3 separate regions of the Hordeum vulgare genome follow, and regions 2 and 3 are each linked to region 1. The links are chromatin contacts, called in public Hi-C maps. All regions are on one chromosome and are shown on one strand. The core of a region is the stretch at or near the end of the contact, and the rest is flanking DNA. Distances in the headings are between cores, read along the strand shown.

Region 1 (3,969 bases), core at 1,048-3,547:
TCTGGCTGGGTCAGTTGCAGGACGGCCTTCTCACTGAACCAGAGCTGAGCAGGCTGCATTTTTTTTCTTGTTGAACCACCAGTTACCTCTCAATTTTTTAAACTAGGATAAGTGGAATGGTGGTGGTGAGGGTGGGGGGTCCCTGTCTTGTCTCCACAGTGTCCATATTTATTGTAGACTAAAACATCCTATAAAATTGACTTTGCAATAATATACGACCTAAAGTTAATTTGGTAATTTTTAAGTTACTGTTTTGTCCACAAAACAAGCAATGCCCGTTAGAGAGGGTATAAAAAATCACTTGTTCAACAAATAAATAAACAAGTACAAAAGCTCAAGATCATCACAACTTTTCAATTTCTCTCCCTGGCGGACAAACAGCTAGCAGAACACAAGCAATGCCTTCATCCACATCAAACTAAGAAATGTCGAGCATGCTGTAGTATTAATTTAACAGGCAAAGAAGGGCTTCTTTGATTCAAAGGATTCTCAAATGAATTTTGGAGGATTTTAATCCTTAGGAATTTTTCCTCTATGGGTTATTTGATTCATACGATTGTAAACCATAGGATTTTTTCCTTAGATTATTTGCACTAGATTTCATAGGAAATTTTCCATCCACTGCAACCTCCTTGAAATAATCCTACATTTTTCCTGTGCACAAACAAGCATCCTTACGTTTAGAGGTGCTTTGGCAAATACAGTGGCATGCCACTCTATTCCTGTGTTTTTCTATTCCCACATTTTGCAAATCCTGTGAATCAGAGAGGCACAAAGTTCAAACATGCGAAAATTTATTCAGTAATAATTAACACATAAATCTAAAAAGTGCTACGGAAACCATGATACTCCAAAACCTTCTCATTTCCACAATGGTACTAGAATATCCCAAGGGGAATTGCCCTCACGTTCAACATGAGACGTTGTGGCCTGCCACAAGTGTCTTGCGTTGCTAGATCACTGGCCCCCAAAAAAATCATACCTCTATAGCTCACACACCTGCATGCTCTGCTAAAAGTTCATGTGTACAACTGCTCAAACTCCTACCAGCTTACCACTAGAGCATCAAAATTCACGCATAACGAATTTAAGAGACACCTATCATGGCGATACAGTCATAAGATTATACTCCCTCCGTTCCAAAATATAAGACCTTTTAGAGATTTCACTAGAAGACTACATACGGGGCAAAATGAGTGAATCTATATTCTAAAATATGTCTATGTACATCCTTATGTAGTTCATAGTGCAATGTCTAAAAGGTCTTATATTTAGGAACGGAGGGAGTATAAAATATGAGTGAGATGCTCGAGGTAGCTAGATTAGCCACACAGACACTTCCATGGTCAAACAAATGTTTCAAGCTTATTAGCAATACATGGACATTCTAGAGACACGCCATCGATTGAATATGCTAGAATGTATACCTTGCAGTTTTCATTACCATGTATATTTATGTACTCATCCGTGTGTAAACAAGATTTACAAGATCAAAACTTCGGCAAACAACATATACAAGCACAGACCGCAATTCTACGAACACAACGAAACTACAAAGAAACACCAGATATTATTTCTAGTCTCTACAGGCCCACAGACCCACAAAAAAAACGGTAAATAAAAAACATTTTACTGTAAACCCATAGAATGTTAATTCAAGTGCCCAGGAAACCCCAATCCTACCACAATCAATCTCCAGAAACCTAAATACAAAATTGTCCGGCAAACCCTACTACCCTTATATGCTATTAAGATATTTTCCACTTCAAAATCAAAAGCACGCCCCAAATCCACAAACCTAAACCACAAGAAAAAACTGAATTATTATTTAATTATTAAAAAATACAATCACACCCAAGTAGGTCAAAACCCTCGTGTCACGCTCCGCAACAAGGCAACGGCCGCAACATCGGATTGCACGGAAACCGCTCGGGTAGCGAACCAGAAGAAGGGAGGTTACGGACGGAATTTGCGGAGACGCCGAGGTCGCGCTACGACTAGTACCTGGCAGCGCTGGCGTTTCTGCTGCTGCACGGCGTCCCAGGCGGCGGCGTCGGCGGCACGGCAAGACGACGCGCCCCCTTGCATGTGCGGGTACCTGGGATGGATCATGGAGCCGATCAAAAAACTGCTTGGAAACACAATCGACGGCTGATTCTTCGAAGGGGGGGGGGGGGGGGGGGCGCACTCGGAGGCGTCCATGGCGAGGTCCAATGGGTGTCACGGCAAGTGGCGGGGGAGGGGCCGAGTGGGGGGTGCGCGGACGAGGGCGAGGGCGTTGTGCGCGTAGCGGTGCGCAGGGGCGGACGCAGAGTAACATTAGTCGTGTGCCGCCACCGACCGTCGATGACGCGAGCTCCTTGCGGGACCAGCCGGCAGTGAGATCACACGCCGGTGGCCCACGCGTGAAGGGGGCCTTTTCCTTTTTATTTTTGTTTCCGTGCGGCGACGACTACTACCGGGCCTGGGAGGCGGGCTACGGCCACCGAGAAAGCGACCCACGCGCGGGGAAGCCAAGGCCGGAGTCCGGGTTCGGGCCCGAGGTCAGTGAGAGAGTGGTATGAGGATAGGCCTACCGAGGGGAGCTGCTCGTGCTTTCAGGTTGCCCCTCTGTGCGAAGGGCCATCTAGAAGGTTCTTGAACCGGGTTTTTTCCTTTTTTTTTCTGGGCCGGCCCAGTCGGGCGACCCCCTATGCATCCGCTCGGCCGTTGGCCGTAACGAGCGGCGCATAGGAGGTCCCCTCTTTCAGCGCCGGTACGGGATAGTGGCGCTTTAAGCGCCTCGAACTTGGGCCGGCCCAACGCGGGTGCTCGCTCGCTCCACTGCTCGATCGCTCTGTAACCTCCCTGATTCATTTGTTACTTTTTCAGTCACGGTTGAACCATCAACCTTTAACCAGTCAACTGTTGGATTAAAAAAAAATCATGAATTCAAAAATATTCATGAATTTCCAAAAGACGTTTACAAACTTCAAAACACTGACAAATTTAGTCAAAAAACATCAAATTTAAAAAACTTCACAAAATTTATAAAAAATATCGAATTTGAAGAAAAAAGTTCATCAAATTTGAAGAAAAAAGTTAATCAAATTTGAATAAAAAAAAGTTCAACAGATTTTAAAAAAGTTCATCAATTTTTAAAAAAATGAAAATGTAAAAGTTCATCGAATTTGAGCAAAAACAGTTCATTGATTTTGAAAAAAATTCACGAATTTTAAAATATGTTCCCCGATTTTCAAATAAGTTAACTGATTTCAAAAAACGTTCATAGATTTAGAAAAAGTTCACAAATTTTAAAATAATGGAAAAAGTTTTGAAAAGTTAATGGATTTTTAAAAAGTTCATCGGATCTAAAAATAGTTCATCAAATTTGAAAAAAGATTATCAAATTTGAAAAAGTTCATCGAACCTGACAAATATTCAGTGGAATAAAAAAACTGATTTTTAAAAAAAATTATCAAAATTGAAAATAGTTCATCAAGTTTGAAAAAAGGTTCATTGAATTTGAAAAATGTTCATGTATTTTCGACAAAACAATCAATGAATTTGAAAAAAGTTCATCTGATTTGAGAAAAGGTTCACCAAATTTGTATAATAACTCATCAAATTTGAATAAAGTCAAACAATTTTGAAAAAATTCATCAACATTGACAAAAATAATGGATTAAAAAAGTTCTTCGGATCTGAAAATAGTTCACCGAATTTGAAAAAAAGTTCATCGAATTTGGAAAAAGTTCATCGAACTTGAAAAATGTTCAACGAAACTAAAAAAATGATTTTCAAAATTTCATGCAATTTGAAAATAGTTCATCAAGTTTGGAAAAAAATCTTCAAAATTTACGAAAACAAATCATCGAATTTGAAAAAACGTACATCAAATTTGAAAAAAAAAATCATCAATTTTAAAGAAAAAATCATGAATTTGAAACAAAATCATCATACGAGAAAGAAGAAGGAAAAAAAGGAAAG
Region 2 (3,969 bases), core at 489-2,988, 720 kb after region 1:
TGCAAATCAAGAAGGATCTTCAAGCAGTTTCAGCAACGGGGTACTCGTATACCACATCCTTGCCACAAAGCCTGCGGTACACTGAAGTGAAGGTATCCAACTTGTACTCTGTGTTGTTGCGTTCCTTTGGGTCCAAGAAGATCTTCAGGCCACCAGTAAAATAAACAGGGCACCAAAAATATTGTTTGGATCAAAAGGATCAGTGCTGATCAATTCAGAAATTCTCTATACAATAATTGGAAATTCTCTATACAATAATTAGCTACAGCAATGCAGTGGTCAAATCTTACCTTGATGATTTTCGAGCCATCAAGACGATATCTGACACGTTTCCCCACAATCTCAGCTGGGTAAACAACATCCTCCAAAAGACCATCATGAACAGCAGTCAAAGTTCTTGTACGAGGGCGAACAACAGCAGAACCTTTTTTGGGTGGCCTCACAATCCGCCTTGTTGCAACAATAACAACGTCCTGCATTGAGTCATAGTCAACTACACAATTCAGCAAGCATGGAAGAAAAAGGAACTTGGCTAACTTCTGCTTCAGCTTAATTGGGGGGTTTGGGCATGTTTCATAGGTGAAAGATACAACTACTAGGAAATTTCTCCATCGGCATATTTTTGGCAATTACAGGAAGTGACATGAATACAATAATTGTCTAAACAAAATTAGGGGGTATTGGCATGTTTAATAGGCAAAAGACATGACTACTAAGAAATTTCTCCATCGGCGTATTTTTAGACTAACAAACAAATTCTTCATTAGACAAATAACATTGAATGGAAGATGCCAAACATTGTAAATGACACCTGACAAAGAAGGCAATAAGAAATAACGGCCACAGCATTCGAGTAAATACATCTCTTCCAAACCGAAAACACATGCCCATTCGTACAGCGTCCTAGTTGTAGACGAGGTAGCATACTGGTGAACATTGCACACACACAGGTATCGTATTGTATTTGTAGTAGCAGAGTGCAGTGCAAAACAGAACAGGATTCAGGCGGAGCGTAGACACATGCTCTCTGGTAAGGCAGTAAATTGTTATGGCTATAGGGGATTACCATCTTGTCTACGCAATCTACAACACATAAGCAATCCTTCTGACTAGCAAACTTACTCCAACTGACTCCTATGTGAAATAATGATTACTAGATCAGACTGTTCTTCAAAGGAAAGGATTCTAACAAGGTGAATGGCATTCCACAAACCTTGCCGCTGAACTTCTTCTCGAGCTCCCTGACGAGCCTGACGTGGATCTTCCTGAAGGACTTGCGGAGCCTGTACGGGACGTGGATGACCACGGCCTTCCTGTTCCCTGCAACATCCATCTGGCTGCAACAAGAGGCCGCACAAACCAGAAACCATCATCGCCTTCACTGCCAATTGGACTGCTCAACTGAAACGAAAATCAAGGTTAAGGCTGGCTGATGGCTTACAAGGCGGCGTTGATGTAGAGGTCTTTGACGTCGCTCTTGAGCTCCTGGTTGCCATTCTCCAGGTCGAAGAAAGCCTACAAAGACGAAACGGCGGTGGTGAAACACGGAGCCCAGAGACCACACGCAAGGGCAGTGACGTCAGACGAGAGGGCTTCCTAGCTACCTGCGCGACGGAGTCCTCGAACTCGGAGGGCTCGAGGCCCTTGTCCTTCTGGATCTTCTTCCTCGCCGTGTACATGGTGCTTTCGCCCTTTCTTCGCCTGAGGTCGAGGTGTGGCGGCCACGGAGGTAGGGTTTAGAGGCGGCCGCGAGTAGTGGGATATGTTTTTATAGGTCTAAGGGGATCCCAAAATGTTTGTGGGCTGGGCCATGCTGGGCACAAAAGGCCTGTTGCATTGGCCAATATCGATCTTTATCAAGATTTGTTTTTTCGGACTCGTGTTTGTGGAAATTCATCCATAAACATAAGTCAAAGTCCGACGAACACACACTGTTCCATTAGCAGATTATCAAAAAGGTTTTAACAGATTCAATATAAAGATTCATAACAGCGGATCAAAGAAGCACGTACATGTGCTACCTGCTTCTTCTTCCTTTTTTATGAGAATCATTGCCACTTTATGCCACTTTATTCAACGTTTAAAGTCTTGTCTCATACAATCTCCAAGCTAACACACTCAGGAGACACATGGATCCAAGTTTTACATAAGAATTTCAAGCAACCTTCCCTAACTAAGACATGTGCAACTTTGTTTGCACAACGTCGCACCCAAACAACCCTACAATCTACGAAAGAACTGATCAAGCCTTTTACTTCATCAAGCAATTGACCATTAGTCCCTACAAGCTACCTCCCTCCCCTCCCACGATAGAGTCGCTGGCCACCTCGACCACGACGGCCACCACACCCCGGCGATGCCCGCCCGGGTAGGGACGCCACCTCTCCACACCTCATGGGGCGCTCCCGCCCCGCATGCTTCGAATCTGCGCGGTCCACCTCAGTAGACAACAAGGAGTGGGGGCAACCGGCCTCGGTCCGTGATCTCGCCAGGTCCAGCGGTCCATCAGATCTGTTGAACTCTCAGCCTCACCCTGGCTCGTCAACGGCAACCCCAAGCTCCCGCTGCGAATCCTGCTCCGGGGGGAGTGCTCCAAGACCGCGGCCGCCTTCTCCACCCCGGATACTGCTAGGGATCCCTCTTTCGGGCAGTAAAGGCTAAAACCCATTGTGGTTCGCTCTTCCCCGTGCCTGAGCCCCTTCCCTTCAGGCCATTGCAATGAATGGACGAAAGTCGAATACCGCAAGAAACGTCGTGCCACCAAACGCCCTCAGCTCGGTCCGGAGAACGCTCCGCGGCTGCGCTTTTGTGACAGCCCGAGACCGACGCTCCAGAAGATTCCCTTTTATTCCGTTGTCGCCGTGTGATTCATTGGGTAGTTGCATTTGTTGGAAATATTCCCTAGAGGCAATGATAAATAGTTATTATTATATTTCCTGGTAAAAGATAATCGTGTATTATCCATGCTATAATTGTATTGAATGAAAAATAGATACATGTGTGGATACATAGACAAAACAATGTCCCTAGCAAGCCTCTAGTTGGCTAGCCAGTTGATCAATGATAGTCAAGGTTTTCTGACTATATGCAAGTGTTGTCACTTGATAACTAGATCACATCATTAGGAGAATCATGTGATGGACTAGACCCAAACTATGAACGTAGCATATTGATCGTGTCGTTTTATTGCTATTGTTTTCTGCGTGTCAAGTATTTATTCCTATGACCATGAGATCATATAACTCACTCGCACTGGAGGAATACCTTGTGTGCATCAAACGTCGCAACGTAACTGCTGACTATAAAGGTGCTCTACAGGTATCTCCGAAGTTGTCCATTGAGTTAGTATGGATCAAGACTGGGATTTGTCACTCCGTGTGACGAAGAGGTATCTCGGGGCCCACTCGGTAATACAACATCACACAGAAGCCTTGCAAGCAATGTGTAATGCCCAAGATGCGATCCTATCCTTATTTTGGCACGAGGGCCTCGACAGGGATAGAAGCACATCTCGTCGTTTCGCAAGAATGGATATCGTTACAAGTACATGTACTGAAAAGATGAGATATATGGAATTGGCTTACACTCGCCACAAGCTACATCACAGTCACATCAGTAAAATACATAAATATCACGAAGAAGAGTGGGGTCCGACTACGGACGAAAATAAACGAGAAAAGAAACTGACGTCCATCCTTGTTATCCCAGGCTGCCAGCCAGGAACCCATCCTAGATCGATGAAGAAGAAGAAGAAACTCCAAATGAACAATCAACGCGCTCGCGTCAAGTAACATTTACCTGTACCTGCAACTGGTGTTGTAGTAATTTGTGAGCCATACGGGACTCAGCAATCTCATTTCCAAAGGTATCAAGACTAGCAAAGCTTAATGGGTGAGGTATGGTTAAGTGGTGAGGCTACAGCAAGCGACTAAGCAATATATGAGGTGGCTAACTTACGAGTACAAGAAT
Region 3 (3,969 bases), core at 582-3,081, 670 kb after region 1:
GGCCATGTCTGGTGACTTGACATGGAGGGTGAACATGAGGTGTTCAACCCTTGGAATATTTATGTTGATATCTGTAACCTGTTTTTATGGTTACCATTACCTAGTGATGCATGACCATCTAAACACTTGGCCATGTTTTTTGCATTAATGAAAACCTGCTTTCCGCAAAGGCTGCATTATACTTCATATCGCACTCAATTACATAATCTGCATCATGGGTTGCTTGCGAGTACATTCAAAGTAGTCATTGGCTTGCCACTGTTTATTTCATTGACCAAGTAAGAGAGAACAAGAGATGGTGAAGAGTACCATGGTGACGTTCCTGCGAGCTAGGACGCTTTCCAGTCAGAATGCCTGTAGGTTAAGGCTGATGGCATGGGTTCATGCTTTCGACCAATATTTCCGATATTGGTCAAGTTTGTTGTATTGGCCTCCAAGGCCCTATCTATGTAAGACTTGACCGCAGGGTCAATATTTGTACGAGACGGTATGTATGGATGTAAGACTCTTGTTATTCAATTTATGTGTGTTCCATGAGCATTGATCTTTGGGATCACTGAGCACGTTCATTCGACGATCTCGACTCATAAGTCGGGGTCCCCACACAACCATAGCCCCATGATTGAGGGGTAAATCCCTCCTTTTCTCTTTGTTGCCCATGGCAGCATCCTTCTCCCTTTTTCTCTTCTTTATCCAGCAACCTCTTATAAGTTCAGGTTGTTCGCGAACCCTTATATCCATGTCAAATATAGGAAGGATATAAGGACTCGCGGACGCGTCCGGTCAGTCCGTCATGTAGGACGTGATCCCACATCGAACCATTTTTCCTTCTTTATTTATATTTTTATTTCTTTCTTTTTATCTTCACCAATCACATATAAGTGATCAGACATACTAAAAAGAAAATGGAAAATATGATTGTGTGGACGGACAAATAGGGTTCGAAATGAACATGTCCCGTACTGACCGAGCGCGTCCATGACTGTTGGGTGAAATTAAAGGTAGGTTGTAGATAATTATTTATAGAAAAATTATATTTGATAGCTGAACGTGTAGGAAAATTAATTAGGTCAACTCCAACAAGGCGACCCAAACGGACGCGCGCTTTGTCCGCTTTTTATCTGTTTGGGTCGTTCGCCGGCCTGTCCGTGTTCGTTTTATAAAATGGATCGGCACATGCACCCAACGAAAAGCAAGTGGGCAGCAGCATTGTAGTATTATAATAATAGGAGAGAGGTTGGTGGAAGTGGGCTAGCGAATTAAATAAGCACATAGAGTTGGGTGGGTGGCTGTATGACAAGTAGGCCAGGCCGGCCACATGCAGACAAAGAGAGGGCACGTGCGTCCGCTTCGTGTCCGCGTCGACGAATTTCAGTCCTAAATTAGCCAGAAATTGGTCGGCGCATTGAGTCATTACTTTTGTCCGCGCAGATCCAAACAAACGGCGATCGTACGAAATGGAACGGGTTGTTCTTATGGTGACCATATCCATACTTGCCTATCTGTCCTGAGCAGAGTGGAACCACCCTCGGCGTTTCCTGTTCCACAGCAGTGAGGAGATCCCTACGCGGTTGCGAGGCCGCGTGATGCCATCAATCAATCTCCCTCTCTCATTGGCAACGCCCACCAATAAACGCAACCTTCCAAACACGGTACGGCCGGCGGATTCGTACTCCTATTTCCCCTCACAGTCTTCCACAACTCGGCCACGCATTTCTTCCCTTCCCGGCCCTCACTTACTCCCCCCGATGCTGTGGTCCCACCGCAGCAAGCTTCCTGGCCCCGCAAGCAAACGCCTCCGCTGCACGGGCTTGTGATTTTTTGCTTCCTTTCTCGAGACGACCCTTTCACGAGGGCTTCGCCGTCGTACCTACGCGCCGCACCGCGTTTCCGGCACCTGTCGTTGTTGGACCCAATTTACATGTGTGCCCGATGCGCGTAGACCCCACGCTTCTGTGAAATTACGTGATATTTCTGCCAAGAATCTACGTACGCGTAGTCCTGCCGCACGTTGCGTGGATAAAAAGGCAGAACCGGAGGCGAAGAATTGCGCATAGCAGCCAACCCGGCCAAGGAAAGAATTGAAGCGAGCCAGAGAGAGAGAGAGAGAGAGAGAGAAATCATATCACATGGCGAACGGCGTGGGCTCGGCGAAACCGGAGATCTGCGCCGGGTTGGGCATGCCGATGGCGGAGCTGGAGCAGGTGTTCCGGCGGTACGACGCCAACGGCGACGGCAAGATCTCGGCGGACGAGATGGCGTCCGTGCTGTGCGCGCTGGGCGCGCCCCCGGGGCCAGGGGAGGTGCAGAGCATGATGGAGGAAATGGACGCCGACAGGGACGGCTTCGTCGACCTCCACGAGTTCGCCGCCTTCCACTGTGGCCCCTGCAAGGCCGGCGCCGGCGCGGACGCCAAGGAGCAGGAGGACGCCACGGAGGCGGAGCTCAAGGAGGCCTTCCGGATGTACGACGCCGACCGCAACGGGCTCATCTCCGCGCGGGAGCTTCACCGCGTGCTCCGCCAGCTCGGGGACAAGTGCTCTGTTTCTGACTGCTCGCGGATGATCCGATCCGTCGACGCCGACGGAGACGGCAGCGTCAACTTTGAGGAATTCAAGAAGATGATGGGCGGCGGAGGTAGGTGCTAGGTCGGTATGGCCGGGCCATGAGCAAACTATGCTGCATGCGTCCTTGAGGGTTTAGTTCCTTCATGATGCTTACTTTAATTTTAATTAATCTCAAATTCGAAGGCTAAATGCGAGCACTAATGATGATGCGGGTGAAGTGATTAATAATTATGTAAAGCTAATCTGCTACTCCTTCGTCGTCACAGTTTAGAAGACACAGTTAAATTTACGTGCATTTCCATAATAAAAATAAGGTTTATGACACATTGCATTTACTTCTATCAGCTAATTAGTACTTCGTTGTATTACTTTTATAGTACTTCGTTGTATTACTTCTATATGTATGCGTAGTGTGAATGCTATTTTTTAGCCCATCTCACAACCAATCAATAACCACCTAGATTCAAAATAATTTTCATGCACGTCTTTTAAACCGTCACGGAGGGAATAATAGAACTACTAATGATGTTCGCTGTATAAAGAAGTTTGTCCTTAGATTGTTTGAAATGGATTATAACTCGTTTTGAACTCTATGTTTCTCTAGAAAAATCTTTAGGAATGAACATTTTATTTTTCGTCTACAATCATGCAGAAACAATAACTATATTGTGATTCTTGTGAAAATCACGTTCGAAAGTTCTCGAGTATGATATTGAATCAATGTACCATCTGTTTTATTCAAATTACGAGCTTCCGACATCTCCAACGTGGATCATCAAAATCCATGCAAATGTGTGGGTCGAAATATCGACACACTTTTAGACCTCCAACACAGATCAACAAATTGGGTCGGGCTGGCCTAGACATCTGAAATCATACGCCTCAGCCACAACCCGAGGAAAGCTTCGTGAGATTCCACACATCCGCCAAGTCAGAGTACACCTTGAACCCACCTCAAATCCTCTCTCAGGCGTCTGCACTAGAATCCTCCATGCCATACTTTCACTCCGCACTAATCGGCTACCTCCATTCACGAACGTGTGCATGGTAGTGGGGAGAGGGGGCTTGGTAGGTGGGTGGGGGTAGGTGGCATCTATCGAAAAGCTTACTCTAGTTGCCCGTGTTGAAGCTTCGTCGGTTTGTCCGCCCCGTGTGTTTAAAGTCGTCCGCCCTCCGACGCAAACTCTATCCTCCCACTTCTTCCTTCTCACAGCCGCTCACACCACCACAACTCCACCGCCAATCATCGTGCTAGGAAAGGAGTCTGACGTAGATAAGTGGTCGCCGACGTTTGACTCTGGATTTAGGGGGAGCATCGGCGCCGATCTGATTAGACGACGCGGAGCATAAGTCGTCGATTCTTGTCGTCGCGGCCGCGGCACACTATGATTCCACATGGAGA

Evidence for each region. A called contact is a pair of places that touch in the nucleus more often than the background predicts.
Region 2: a Hi-C map of leaf shows a contact between it and region 1, with 5 times the contacts expected there. The contact joins the promoter of LOC123427783 here to the promoter of LOC123427740 in region 1. A contact is called at or near these places in 2 of 6 Hi-C or Micro-C datasets (leaf and seedling).
Region 3: a Hi-C map of leaf shows a contact between it and region 1, with 5 times the contacts expected there. The contact joins the promoter of LOC123427773 here to the promoter of LOC123427740 in region 1. A contact is called at or near these places in 2 of 6 Hi-C or Micro-C datasets (both in leaf).

The regions. Positions count from the first base shown.
Region 1 is chr1H:157,858,451-157,862,419 of MorexV3_pseudomolecules_assembly, forward strand. It overlaps LOC123427740 (probable ubiquitin-conjugating enzyme E2 25), which reads right to left and starts at 2,298. Exons shown (of 7, transcript XM_045111869.1): 1 at 2,189-2,298; 2 at 2,005-2,098. The coding sequence starts at 2,202.
Region 2 is chr1H:158,575,003-158,578,971 of MorexV3_pseudomolecules_assembly, forward strand. LOC123427783 (40S ribosomal protein S7) reads right to left here and starts at 1,739. Exons shown (of 5, transcript XM_045111903.1): 1 at 1,605-1,739; 2 at 1,442-1,515; 3 at 1,214-1,337; 4 at 291-473; 5 at 1-142. The coding sequence starts at 1,679. The coding sequence ends at 20.
Region 3 is chr1H:158,525,134-158,529,102 of MorexV3_pseudomolecules_assembly, forward strand. LOC123427773 (probable calcium-binding protein CML18) reads left to right here and starts at 1,832. Exons shown (of 1, transcript XM_045111892.1): 1 at 1,832-2,891. The coding sequence starts at 2,130. The coding sequence ends at 2,648.